2 separate regions of the Rattus norvegicus genome follow, and region 1 is linked to region 2. Evidence: chromatin contacts called from public Hi-C data. All regions are on one chromosome and are shown on one strand. The core of a region is the stretch at or near the end of the contact, and the rest is flanking DNA. Distances in the headings are between cores, read along the strand shown. Region 1 overlaps Grin2b (glutamate ionotropic receptor NMDA type subunit 2B). Region 2 has its middle 80 kb from the start of Emp1.

Region 1 (5,851 bases), core at 1,091-3,590, 590 kb after region 2:
GAGCAGAAAAGACATGCCCTGAATTTGGGCAGCACCATCCACAAGCTAGAGTCCTGGTCAAATAGTAAAGCAAGCTGGACACCAGTAGTCATCTCTTTCTGCTTCTTGACCACAAATGCAACGTGACCGCCACCTTATAACCCTGCTACCATGAGCGCCTCTCCACAATCAAGCTAAGCCTTCAAACTGTGTAGTAATGCAAACCTTTTTTTCCTAGGTTGATTTTAAGAAATTGTGTCACAGTGATGAGAAAAATAATTAAAACAGCCCCTGAAAATGCCTTGTGTGGGAAAGATGTTTGCACCCCCATTCATGCTGAGGCTGTTTATCGCCCCAAGCATCTCCTACAGTAGCTGTGAGACTGCTGGAAAGACTGAGAACGTTGAGAGCCTAAGCACAGCACCTCTTCCTTGCCACAGTCCACTCACAAAGGGCTTCTAGGTAAAAAAGAAATCCTTAGTGTCACCCAGACCAAACAGGTATTAGGTGCAAAGCTGGCAAAAGAAAAAAAAAGGACTCTGAAAGTCTCAGGAACCTCCGTGGGCACAGACTGCCAGGGAGGGGGTTGAAGGATGCATGTGGGCAGAGCATTGGGAAAGTATAAGACCCACCCAGCTCTGACTCCAGGTACTTAAATTAGCATCCTGGGGGAGAGAAGCAGGCAAGGGCTTAAGGAAGCAAGGGGGAGAGAAAGAGCGAGAGTGAGAGAGAGAGAGAGAGACAGAGAGGACAGAGACAGAGAGACAGACCCAGAGAGACACAGAGAAATGCAGAAACGTAGAGACACAGAGAGACATAGATGGAGAATGAGACAGAGAGAGACAGAAAGAGAGACAGAGACGACAAAGAGGCCACATGAGGAAAAAAAAAAAAGGAAGGGAAAAGCAGCTGCAATGTGTCCTAATTTGGAGAGCTGGGCCACATTGCCATGACAACTCTGAATGGCCACGAGGCAGCCGGGCATGGCTTTAAACACTGAGTTAAATAGTTTAACTATGAGGAAGAAAGAAACGGATGTAGGGGCTTTAGAAAGATAGAAAGGCCTGCGGCCTGCAGAGGTCCAGAAAGATGCTGGCCAGGCCTGGCTGCGTTTCAAGGGAGATTTCCAACAGTGGAGCTAAGGTTCCACTCTGGATCTGGATCTCTGATCTGGGCAGCGTGGAGACTGGGTATGTGTGTCTAGTTCACCTGTACCTTAAGAAAGATTCCCCTAAATGTACATGGATGCTAGCCTAGGAGTTCTCCAGGCATCAGGGAGACCCTCAGAACTACACCAAAGTCAAAGCTGTATGTCACTCTGAGGCCTTGTACAGTGATCCACGGGACACTGTAGTCTCCTAAAGGTGAAGGAGGGTCCTGAGACCACAGAGGGCTGAGCATGGCCAAGACGCAGCTGCACCTGTAACCCATACACAACACACTGGCTGGGAGCCCTGGGCTCTGGGGGGAAGGCACATCTCACTTGTATAAAACAAGAAATTAAAAGCCACCTGGAAACCGTGCCTCCGTGAAGCTGCACCGTGTGGGTGCTCTCAGATGTAGGCAGCGAGGACAGCAATTTGGGAAATAGTTTTCAGAGTGGCTCTGGACCTTTGGAAAATATGAATTAGCATATAAAACTGTTCCTCCATCTGGAGCATTAATTACTCAAATTACACACTTAATGCTCGACATTTTATTTTACCTGGCAAAAAGGTCCTCGACCTCCTTGCCTACCGCAGTACTTTTGATCTTCTGCTATTAAAAAGAGAAGTTTCTCTTTCCTTACCTACCCCCATCATCCCCTCTAAGTCCTCTAGCAGGGCCCTGGATCTCCCATGGGAGTGGAGGGAGCTATGTGACTCTGCCATGTAGGATCAAGCCAAACCGTGAGGACAGCAGTGAACTGGTCCATGCCACATAGCCACTCAAATGTCAAAGGAGGGAGTGGTGTGTGTTGCAAGTATCCAGGCAATTGGACAAGTTCCCAGATGACACTGGGATGGAAAGCGCATTTTTCCTTGTAGCTGAACACCAGCAATAAACACAGAAGAGTCCGCTTGCCCCTCCCTCCCCCCGGGCAACGCACACCACCTCCTTTCCTGTCCACTGACTTAAGTTACATCTCCTGCTCTGTGTATCCTCAGCTGCTGTAGCTCGCTGGCTACTTGTTCTCTGCTCTCTGAGAGCATCCACTGAGCACCCACCCCACCAACGTGGGCCAGAAGCCTTCCATGTCCCTCTCATGGCCAAGACTCAAGGCCAATGCCACAGAGGCCATGGGAAACTTTCTTAGGTCCCATGATAAATGAAACCAAGCCTTTCCCACTGTGAGCCCCCTCTTCTGAGCCTGTCCCTGCCACCTAGGACAGATCTCTTATTAAGTCAGGCCCCCAACCCTTCTCCCATCCTCCAGTCAGCAGTCCTTCACTTGACCATTGTGAGGGATGAAGGAACCATCTACAGAGTGGGGCTGAGCGCCTGGCAGCGAGAAGGGCTCCCTGGCTCTCCAAGCAGCGTGCTAGGCACTCGGGGGTTTGCTTCAATGGCAAGACTAGAATTATTCATCCGATTGAACAGTGCAGAACCCCACAGCTCTCAGAGGTTATGTAATTTCCTAAGTCAAAACTGGTAGGAGCTACCAAATCCAATGTGACGCTCAAACACGCTGCTTTTAATCTCTACCCTCTTCTCAGTGGGACCTCAAATTGCCCCCCAGAAGCATGGAGTTGGCAGAGTGGCTAAAAGGTGACGATTCCACACGAGTGCTGAAGACTAGATAGTGCCTGCGCGGACTGTGTATATTTATTTGCGGGCCACTCCCGTGGTGGGGAGCAAACTGAGAAAAATCAGGGAATGGGCTCCATCTGCAGCCAGCCTCTCGTTGAGCTACTGTGGCTTACTGACTTTCTAATAAATATAATCAAACATTTGGCTAAGGGAGGATAGCATGCCTTGTATTCCTTAACTGTAATACTGGTTGTCTCTAGGTAGGTTTCTGAGTCAACCAGAGATAAGACTATTCGGGAAGGGAAACTCCTTTATTTTCACTAAAATTAAATGAGCAAATGTCTGCAGAGCAGAGGGACGCATTTAAAAAAAAACTGGACAGATGAACGCTTACATAAGAAAAGTAGCAAAGCGGCAACAAAGTCAGGATTAAATTTTTGCTCAGGCCTGTCATGGGAGCTACGAGCCTCCGTGATCAGCGCTGGGGAGGCAGAAGCAGATGGGTTTCTGTGAGTTCAAGGCCAACCTGGTCTGTTCTAGGCCAGCCAGGGCTATATAGCAAAGCTTTGACTCTAAAGCTGTGAACCCAACCAAAGAGAACCCAAAGCACCTATGGAGAAGAAGGTAGCAATGAACACATTTGGACCCTGCTGACTGACCGCTGAGACGCCCATGACCGCCTCTTTCACTGCGGCCAGAATTTCTAGTTGAAAATCCTCATTTCTGAAAAATCTTCCAGCTCCACTGGATTCCTACTCTGGCACTGTTTTTCTCACCAAGCTCCACTTCCCCAGCGTTTCTTTCTGCTCCTCTGTTGAATTAACCTGCGCTTTAGGAATAATAGAGTTACACTGCACTGTTTCTGCACATTACTTAAATGGCTTCTTGTAATGACAGTGCCAACCCTGTGGACTTGGCCTTCTGCTGTCTGTCTCTTCTCCCCCCGCCCCCATCGTATCGTCTTTCTTTTCCATCACCCCTTCAAGGATTAACAGTGTCATGGCACCTGACCCACTGGTCAGTTGTCACTGATGATCAGATATGACACAAGAGAACCTCTAACATGGCCTTGAAGGTATGGGCCAGAGAAGATGGGGTCGGGGGAGCAGTTGGAGAAGGCAGATGTCCTGCTCAAGAGATGAGAGTCATTGAAGGTAGCCACACAGAAGGATGCGCCGGCAAGCCTGTCCCGCTGTAGACACACTCGGGCATGGAGTCTGTCTGTCTCCTTCCCACCTTAATGCTCTCCCAAGCACTCTGGCGCTTGCAGACCTACATTCATCGATAGTCTGATCCACTGGGAAGTCCTTATCTGAGAGCAAGTAAAATCCCAAGTCCCTTAGCAAGGCACCCAATGTCTGGTCTACACTTGGTCATTTACTCTGCCAACGCATGGCCACAAGATGCCACCAAGGACTCTTCTGTGTCTCATATTCATTGATCACACTCCAGCTAAGCCAGCCCTGGTCCAGGAAGCACGGCTGTGATTGAAGCCACCATTGCAGCATGGCCTGCTGGTTTTCCATCATCCAAAATGAGTTATGTGGCAAGATGTGCATAGAGCAGAGTACTGGAGCCCTGGAGTGGCTTCAGCCATTCACTTACACAGGAGTGATGGAGTCTTCCCGATGAAGGAAGTTTGAAAGGGGTCCAATCGGATTAAACGTAACTAAACACACCATCAGCGTGGCGAAAATCTTCGAATCGATCGTTTCAATCCCTTCTAACCAGAATCACACTCAAACCTAAATGCTTACACAATGCTGAGAGCTGAACAAAGCCCTCTCGTGGACCTCATTTTAATCATGATGCCATCCATTATCATCTGATGGACAGAGAAAATTTGGCTCAGAAAAATCCAGGGACTTGGCCAGAGCTTTGCAGCCGACAGGAGGCACAGCCAAAGTGAAGCGCCAGGTGTCAGGGAATGGTCTAGTGACTTCACCTCAGACTTGTGCCTCGGTGGTGCACAGCCCTCGGAGAAATGAGGACAAACACAGGAAAAGCCTCCCTCCCCCAAAAAACCAAGACTAATTCACATACTAAAACAATCCTATGCCACCCATTTGATATTGAAAATTCACCTTCAGTGACTAATAACCTGTCACCTATTTTAATGGATCAATACCGTCAAATGAAATATCCATCATATAAGGAAGGGTTCAAAAGCCTTCCACATCTCTCTGACGAGTAACTGGCCGGAAATGGCTGCTCAGGAAGTAGGGGGGATGTCATTTCCCTCAGTGATGTAGCCACTGGTAAGTTCTTCGTGCTCCAGTAGATAAAAGCCCATTGCCATGCTCGGGCAAGCAACACTAAGAACGGATCCAGGTAAGAGAGGGTAAGAGAGAGCGAATGTCATCAAAAGACACTATACACATGTATGAAATTGTCAAAGAATACACTTTACCATAAAAATCATAGAAAATCTGCATCTGTTTTTGTATCCATTTTTTTCTGAGAACTACAGCATAGATTTATACTTGAATATCTCAGAAGGAAATGTAACGTTTCTCCCCCGCATGGCTGGGGAGAAGTGAGCGGAGTGTCTAATGAAGGACCAGAGCACTTGTCTCTCAAGCAGGAGGGCAGGCCTCTCATCCCTAACAGGGCATTATGCATGCACCACAGGCAGGCTGTGCTGCTGTTTCATCCCGCTCCTCTCAGTTCTGCCCCGCTGCACACTCCTATATCGCCAGGGCCAGACTCACTCCCTCAGCTACTTCTTCATTTGATCTAAACCGAAGCTTGTCATAGACGAACAGCCGGAAAACAATTCAAGGTCAGCTGGTGGGAAGAAGGCAACACAGCAGAGTGAGACAGGTAAACTTCCAGAGCTGAGAGCGAAGTCTTGGATGCTTTTGCAGTGTCAAAGGGCAACAACGTGTGGCCTGGAAATGCAGGGAGACTCTTGTGGTTGGAAACCAAAGACACCTAGTAAAGTCTTGACAACCATTCAATATGTCTGAACCTCACCGTCTCTTCTGGAAAAACGGGGTATACTTCCTTCCTAAGAGTACAAAAAAAACCAAGCAGTTTTATTGATGCAGTATCAATTAGCGGAATACAAATAAGTAAAGTGATTCTTGAATTAAAGTAAGAAGAATGTAGCAATTTTCAATTTAGACAACTTACACACCTA
Region 2 (5,425 bases), core at 1,130-3,629:
GTTCTTGTATCCAAGTCATTGCATCTAAATTCCTGCCTTGTGTGAGTTCCTGCACTTACTGCTTTTGATGATGAACTATCATACGAACTGTGAGCACAATATACCCTTCCCTCTCCAAATTATTTTTGATCATGGTGTTTCATCACAGCAATAGTAACACTAGCTCTGACAAGTTGGTACTAGGAGTGAGGTATTGCTGTGACAGGCCTGACTATGTTGTTGGTTGACAGGATGAGGAGTTTTGACTAGAAAAGCAGTGTATCCTTTGATGAGGGCTTGGTGGGCCATACCAGGAGAAGTGTGGAAAGCAATGGTGCTGAGAGCAACATAGATTATGACACACTGGCTTAAAGGAGACACACTTCTCAAAGGAGAAGAATTTTAGGTGGCCTAGAGACCATTCTTGTGGTAATTTAAGACTGTGTTGTTTTCTGCCCTTGTCCAAACAAACAATCTGCTCAAGGCAGATTGAAGTGTCTTTGGCATTGTCAGAGGAGATTTCAAGACAGCCTAGTATTGACTCTGCTGTGTGATTATTAGTGGTCACTCTTACATAGATCTATAATGAAAAGGACCAAGTTGAACAAAGAAAAATGCAAAATGTACAGTTTGAGGAGAAAAGGGCACCAGGAAATTTAATGGAGATAAATCCAGTGCTCAAAGAGTTAAAAAGTATAAGGAAAAGACTATTCAATACTAAATGGAATAAAAGGAGAGGTGACCTCAGGGCAAGACTCAATCTAGTTAAGTTGCCAACTTGTGAAAATGAATTTAAAGAAAAGCTTAAAGAGTGAAGAAAACACTCGGCAACAGAACACTGATGAACATGGCAGCTTCAGCCACATGGATCTGGTTTTAGCATCAAGGATAGACCCACAGGCTAAGGAAAGCCACTGAGGCCAGGCATGCATTAGGGGTAGCTATGCATGGAAAATCAGAAAGGGTGAGGTCATTACATGAAACTTTGAAAGTAGAGCCATGTTTTTGCTTGAGACCCCAAGATGTTGGAGATGCCAGAGCCATGGGATACCTGCCAAGGAGAGCTACTGTCCCTGGAATCAACCCATGAAAAAGAAGTGTGTCACTGTCAGCAAGGCTGAAAGGAGTAGGTGACTGGATGAGTGCTTTGACATCAGACATGGAGATGCAAGTTTAGTGTTTGCCCTGATGGTTTTTGTCTTTTGTTGGTCCAGTATTTTCTGACTCTTGTAGTCAAGGTTCTGATTGCTGTGACAAAACACTATGACCAAAGCAATGTGGGGAGAAAGGGGTTTATTTGGCTTATACTTCCATATAGCTGTTCATCATCAAAGGAAGTCAGGACAGGAACTCATGCTGGGCAGGAACCTTGAGGCAGAAGCTGATGCAGAGACTGTGGATGGGTGCTGCTTACTGGTTGGTCCTTGTGGCTTGTTCAGTCTGCTTTCTTATAGAACCCGTGACCACCAGCCTAGGTATGTCATTACCCACAATCAGTAATAAAGAAAAACTCTTACGGACCTGCCTGCAACACAATCTTATAGAGGCATTTTCTTAATTGAGGTTTCCTCCTCTCAAGTGACTTTAGCTTGTGTCAAGTTGACATAAAACTGCCCAGCACACTCATTGTGCTTCATTTCCTCCCCTTTGGAATAGTAATGTGCATTCTGTGCCAAGGAATGTTGAAAGTATGAGATCTGCTCTTTATTTTTTGTTTTATAGGGGGGTTAGAGTTAAGAGAATGCCATGAGTCTGAGAAGAGATTTTGTATTTGGGACTATGAAATACTATGGGGACTTCGGAAGCTTGACTAAATACGCTTTGCATTATGATACAGCTGTAAGTCTATGGAAGCCAGAGAGTAGAATGTGATAGTCTGAATAAGAATGTTCCTTGTAGGCATATATATTTGAATCAGAGAGTGACACTATATGAGGAGGATTAGAAGAATTGGGAGGTATGGCCTTGTTGGAGAAAGTGTGTCACTAGAGGTGGTGGGCTTTTAAAGTTTCCAGGCTTTCTCTCTGCCTACTGCCTGTAGATCAGGATACAGTTCTTAGCCACTGTTTCAGTGACTTGCTTCCTGCCATGATGATAATGGACTATATGTCTCTAAAACTATAATCACCAAGATAGCACAGAGAGGGTAAGAGGCTGTGTGACACTTGGAGTAGGTCATGCATCTTGAAGACAGGGGCCGTGTCCGTGTCCCCTCGGTGCTTAGAATAGCACTTGTCGTGGACTGAACATTCAGGAAGTGCTTGTTGAATAAATGCATAAACAAATAAGTTTCAACAGAGCCCTCTCCACCACCAATGGTCCCCCTAACTCCGAGCCAAACACAAACAGTTGGAGGGAGGTGCCTTCCTTAGTGCCCAAGAGCAGTAGCAGCAGATGGTGCTGTCCAGATATGAGACCTTGTCCTTTTACTCCTGCATTGAGCTCCCCACTCTCTACTCTTGTCCCTCTCTGAGTTGTCCCTGCTCCAGGAAGGTGGCCAGCTGAAGCCACAGGCCTTCCAGCAGAAAACACCTGGCTGGTCAAAGCCTTTTTGTCTCTGCAATTACCTTCTATTTCCCTCTCCCTCTTCAATTTCATGCAAAGCCAACTGGTGTTTCTTTTCAAGCAGCTGAGAGCACCAGATGGAAGGGTGGGGGAGGTGGAGGCAGGGTGCGAGGCATCGAAGGGACAAGCAGGGCTGTGGATGGGGGGGGGCATTAGGAAGCATGTGATACCGGGACAGTGCCAGGCAGGTCAATGGAGGTAGGGAAGGCAGAAAGGGTGGAGAAAGCCAGCAGGCACCATACGTGTACACGTACACACGCAGTACTTTCAACATACCATTAAAACAGAGAAATGTTCTGGTTTCCGTAGCAACAAGGACGAGATCGGTGCCTCAGCCAGTGAAACTTATTGGGGGAAAAAGGCATTTGCCTGTTAAGGAGCCTGATGAATTGGGGGATAATTGTACAGCGTTCTGCCACCATTAACACATATAATAATAATTCAGAAAATACTGTAAAGAGAACAGAAGATTGATGAAAATCCCACAGAGGCAGGGGTGGGAGGGAGGGGCAGAAGGCAGAGAAATGGGATATAGGAATGTTCTAAGTAAATATCCCAGGGTGGGCACTTGGTGTGAGGTAGCATTGGAACCAGCTCATATGTCAGTCTCCAGAGGTCTAAGGTGAAGCTGGTTATATCTGTCCCCAATTCTATAGAGAAAGTATGTTGTTGTGTCCTGTTCTCATTCAAGGCTTCAGAAAGTAGGTAAGTGGATATGGAAAGTCTAAAAGTTTGTAGTAGTGGACTCTGTGACATCTGGGCCCTGCGTCTGCATTTCTCATAGTGTCCAAAGGAACTATGGACCATCAAAGGATAGGACAGTAGAGGAGATTCCTGACAACTGAGTCATATATAACAGAATCTTGCCTGTGGGAGAAGAAAAAGAAATCACAATTATCTTGCTCTCTTGGTAGCAAAGACTCCATGCCAAGTGCATAGTAGTTGCTAAATAAAATGGTGCTACTAATGGGGACTGGGATGACGGGGACAAGGACTACAGTTCAGTCGGTAAAGTGCTTGCTTTGCAAGCATGAGGAGGACCCGAGTTCACATCCCCAGTGGTCACATATAAAGCCAGATGTGCTACTATGCACCTGTAGTCCCAGTGCTAGGGAGACAGACAGGGACTTGCTGTCCGGCCAGGCTAGATGTACCAGAGAACTCCAGATTCAATGAGAGACCATTTCAAAACACAAGGTAGGGAGGGAGCAGTATGAGAAGACAGTCTGCCAGTCTCTGGCCTCCACTAACATGTGAATGAAAGACTATATAAATGGATGGATAGATGATTTAAAAGAGTGAGCAAATGGACGGATGGATGAGAATCAGGAGAGGGGACCGGTGTTCTCATCTCCTGCTTGCTTCTGGTAACTTAGTGGCAGATTAGACTCTCAGAGGGGGTGTCTCTCCATGAGATACGCATTAGGATTCTGGGACAAGACAGTTCTGTGCCCCAGAAGACTTTCGAGCAGTGAGGCCATTTGAATATTCCTTACTCTGTCCTGAGATATATCCTGTGGTATATCACTCTATTGGCTCTGTTGACTTAGAGGGAAGGTGCCGCCCACTGCCTCAGAGCGCCCAGGCCCGTTCTTGATCCTGTGGGTCAGGGTTTTGTTCTGAATCTGTTTTTCCACCTCTGATTTCCTACACTACCAGAGGCTGGTCTTGGCAGACAACCCGCACTTTCATTCAGAACCACACTAGCTATCACCTTGTGGTGGTTTCAACGAGAACCATCCCCATAGGCACTTATATGTGGAATGCTTAGTCATCAGGAAGTGGACATGTTTGGGAAAGATTAGGAGGTGAGGCTTTATTGGAACCGAGGTGGCCTTGTCAGAGAAGGTGTGTCTCTGGGGTGGGCTCTGAGGTCTCTTTTACTACTTGCTGCCCATGCATCAGGATGTAAAACTCTCAGCTACTGCTTAGTGTCATGGGCATCTGCTTCCCTCCATGATAATCGTGCATTAACCCTTGGACTCACATACTTCAGCAAGTGCCCAGTCAGCCATGCTCTTGAAATAAACACATTGTTTTACAAGGACGTGGCTGTGACCATTCCTTTGGTCTACTGTTGGTACCCTACCTTGGGTCAAAAGACATTTGTTTGTGTCTCCCTGGGAAAAGCCACCCTGAAAGTGTTTACTTGTCCATTATGTCTCCCTTGGTTATGCTATGCTCCTATGACTACAGACTTGGGAGTTGTGTCTCTGGGGATTTCCGCGCTGGTGGCAGCTCCTTTGAGAGAGCCTTGAGCACCAGAAGAACCTAACGCCAAGGTGAAAGACGTTCATCTAAAGTCTCTGAGAACAGACTGAAAGCACCAGGCTCCATCCCAAGCAGATCGACTTTGTGACAATGGGCTCCTTGCAGAGCAAGCATGCACCATGCACACGATGCCTGGTGGGTTTGAGGAGGGCTATGTGACCTGATGGGAATGTGAGGGGTGACAGAGCCATCTGCTACTCATAGCCCATATTCCAGAACTCTGGAAGGCGCTCCAGGGATGTTGAGCAAATTGTTCAAGGTCAAACAGCAGCATGAACCGAGTGTCCAGGATGCCTCTGGACTCTTGGGTCCTAGGATCACTGCAGGTACAGGAAACAGGTAGAGTAGTGGACTCCTCTCCCAAAGCAGCTGTTCGGGAATCAGAGAAGAGAATACGGACTGGGTGCTTGGAGATGGAGGGAGGCCTGGCTCAGAGCAGGGAGAACTTCATGTTATCCTGTGAAAGAATTATATTAAACAGATTCTATTCTGACTATCAACAGATTTTCACATTTCCACCTTCCCCCTCCGCAATTACATCCTTCAGCCCCCACCTTTCCAAACAGAATGTTTCCTTCCTGCTTGTACTGTAAGACAGCAAAATTGGCTT

Evidence for each region. A called contact is a pair of places that touch in the nucleus more often than the background predicts.
Region 1: a contact with region 2 is called in a Hi-C map of frontal cortex, with 1.8 times the contacts expected there. The contact joins two enhancer-like sites. A contact is called at or near these places in 2 of 12 Hi-C or Micro-C datasets (Schwann cells and frontal cortex).

The regions. Positions count from the first base shown.
Region 1 is chr4:170,610,456-170,616,306 of GRCr8, forward strand. The region is part of intron 2 of Grin2b (glutamate ionotropic receptor NMDA type subunit 2B); the gene reads right to left. Among named protein-coding and RNA genes, the nearest start is that of Grin2b, 160 kb to the right of the region's middle. Within about 2 kb of position 2,341, at least 16 of the 93 cell types and tissues checked have an H3K27ac peak or open chromatin away from gene starts, as enhancers often do.
Region 2 is chr4:170,021,447-170,026,871 of GRCr8, forward strand. No RefSeq gene overlaps it. Among named protein-coding and RNA genes, the nearest start is that of Emp1, 80 kb to the left of the region's middle. Within about 2 kb of position 2,380, at least 11 of the 93 cell types and tissues checked have an H3K27ac peak or open chromatin away from gene starts, as enhancers often do.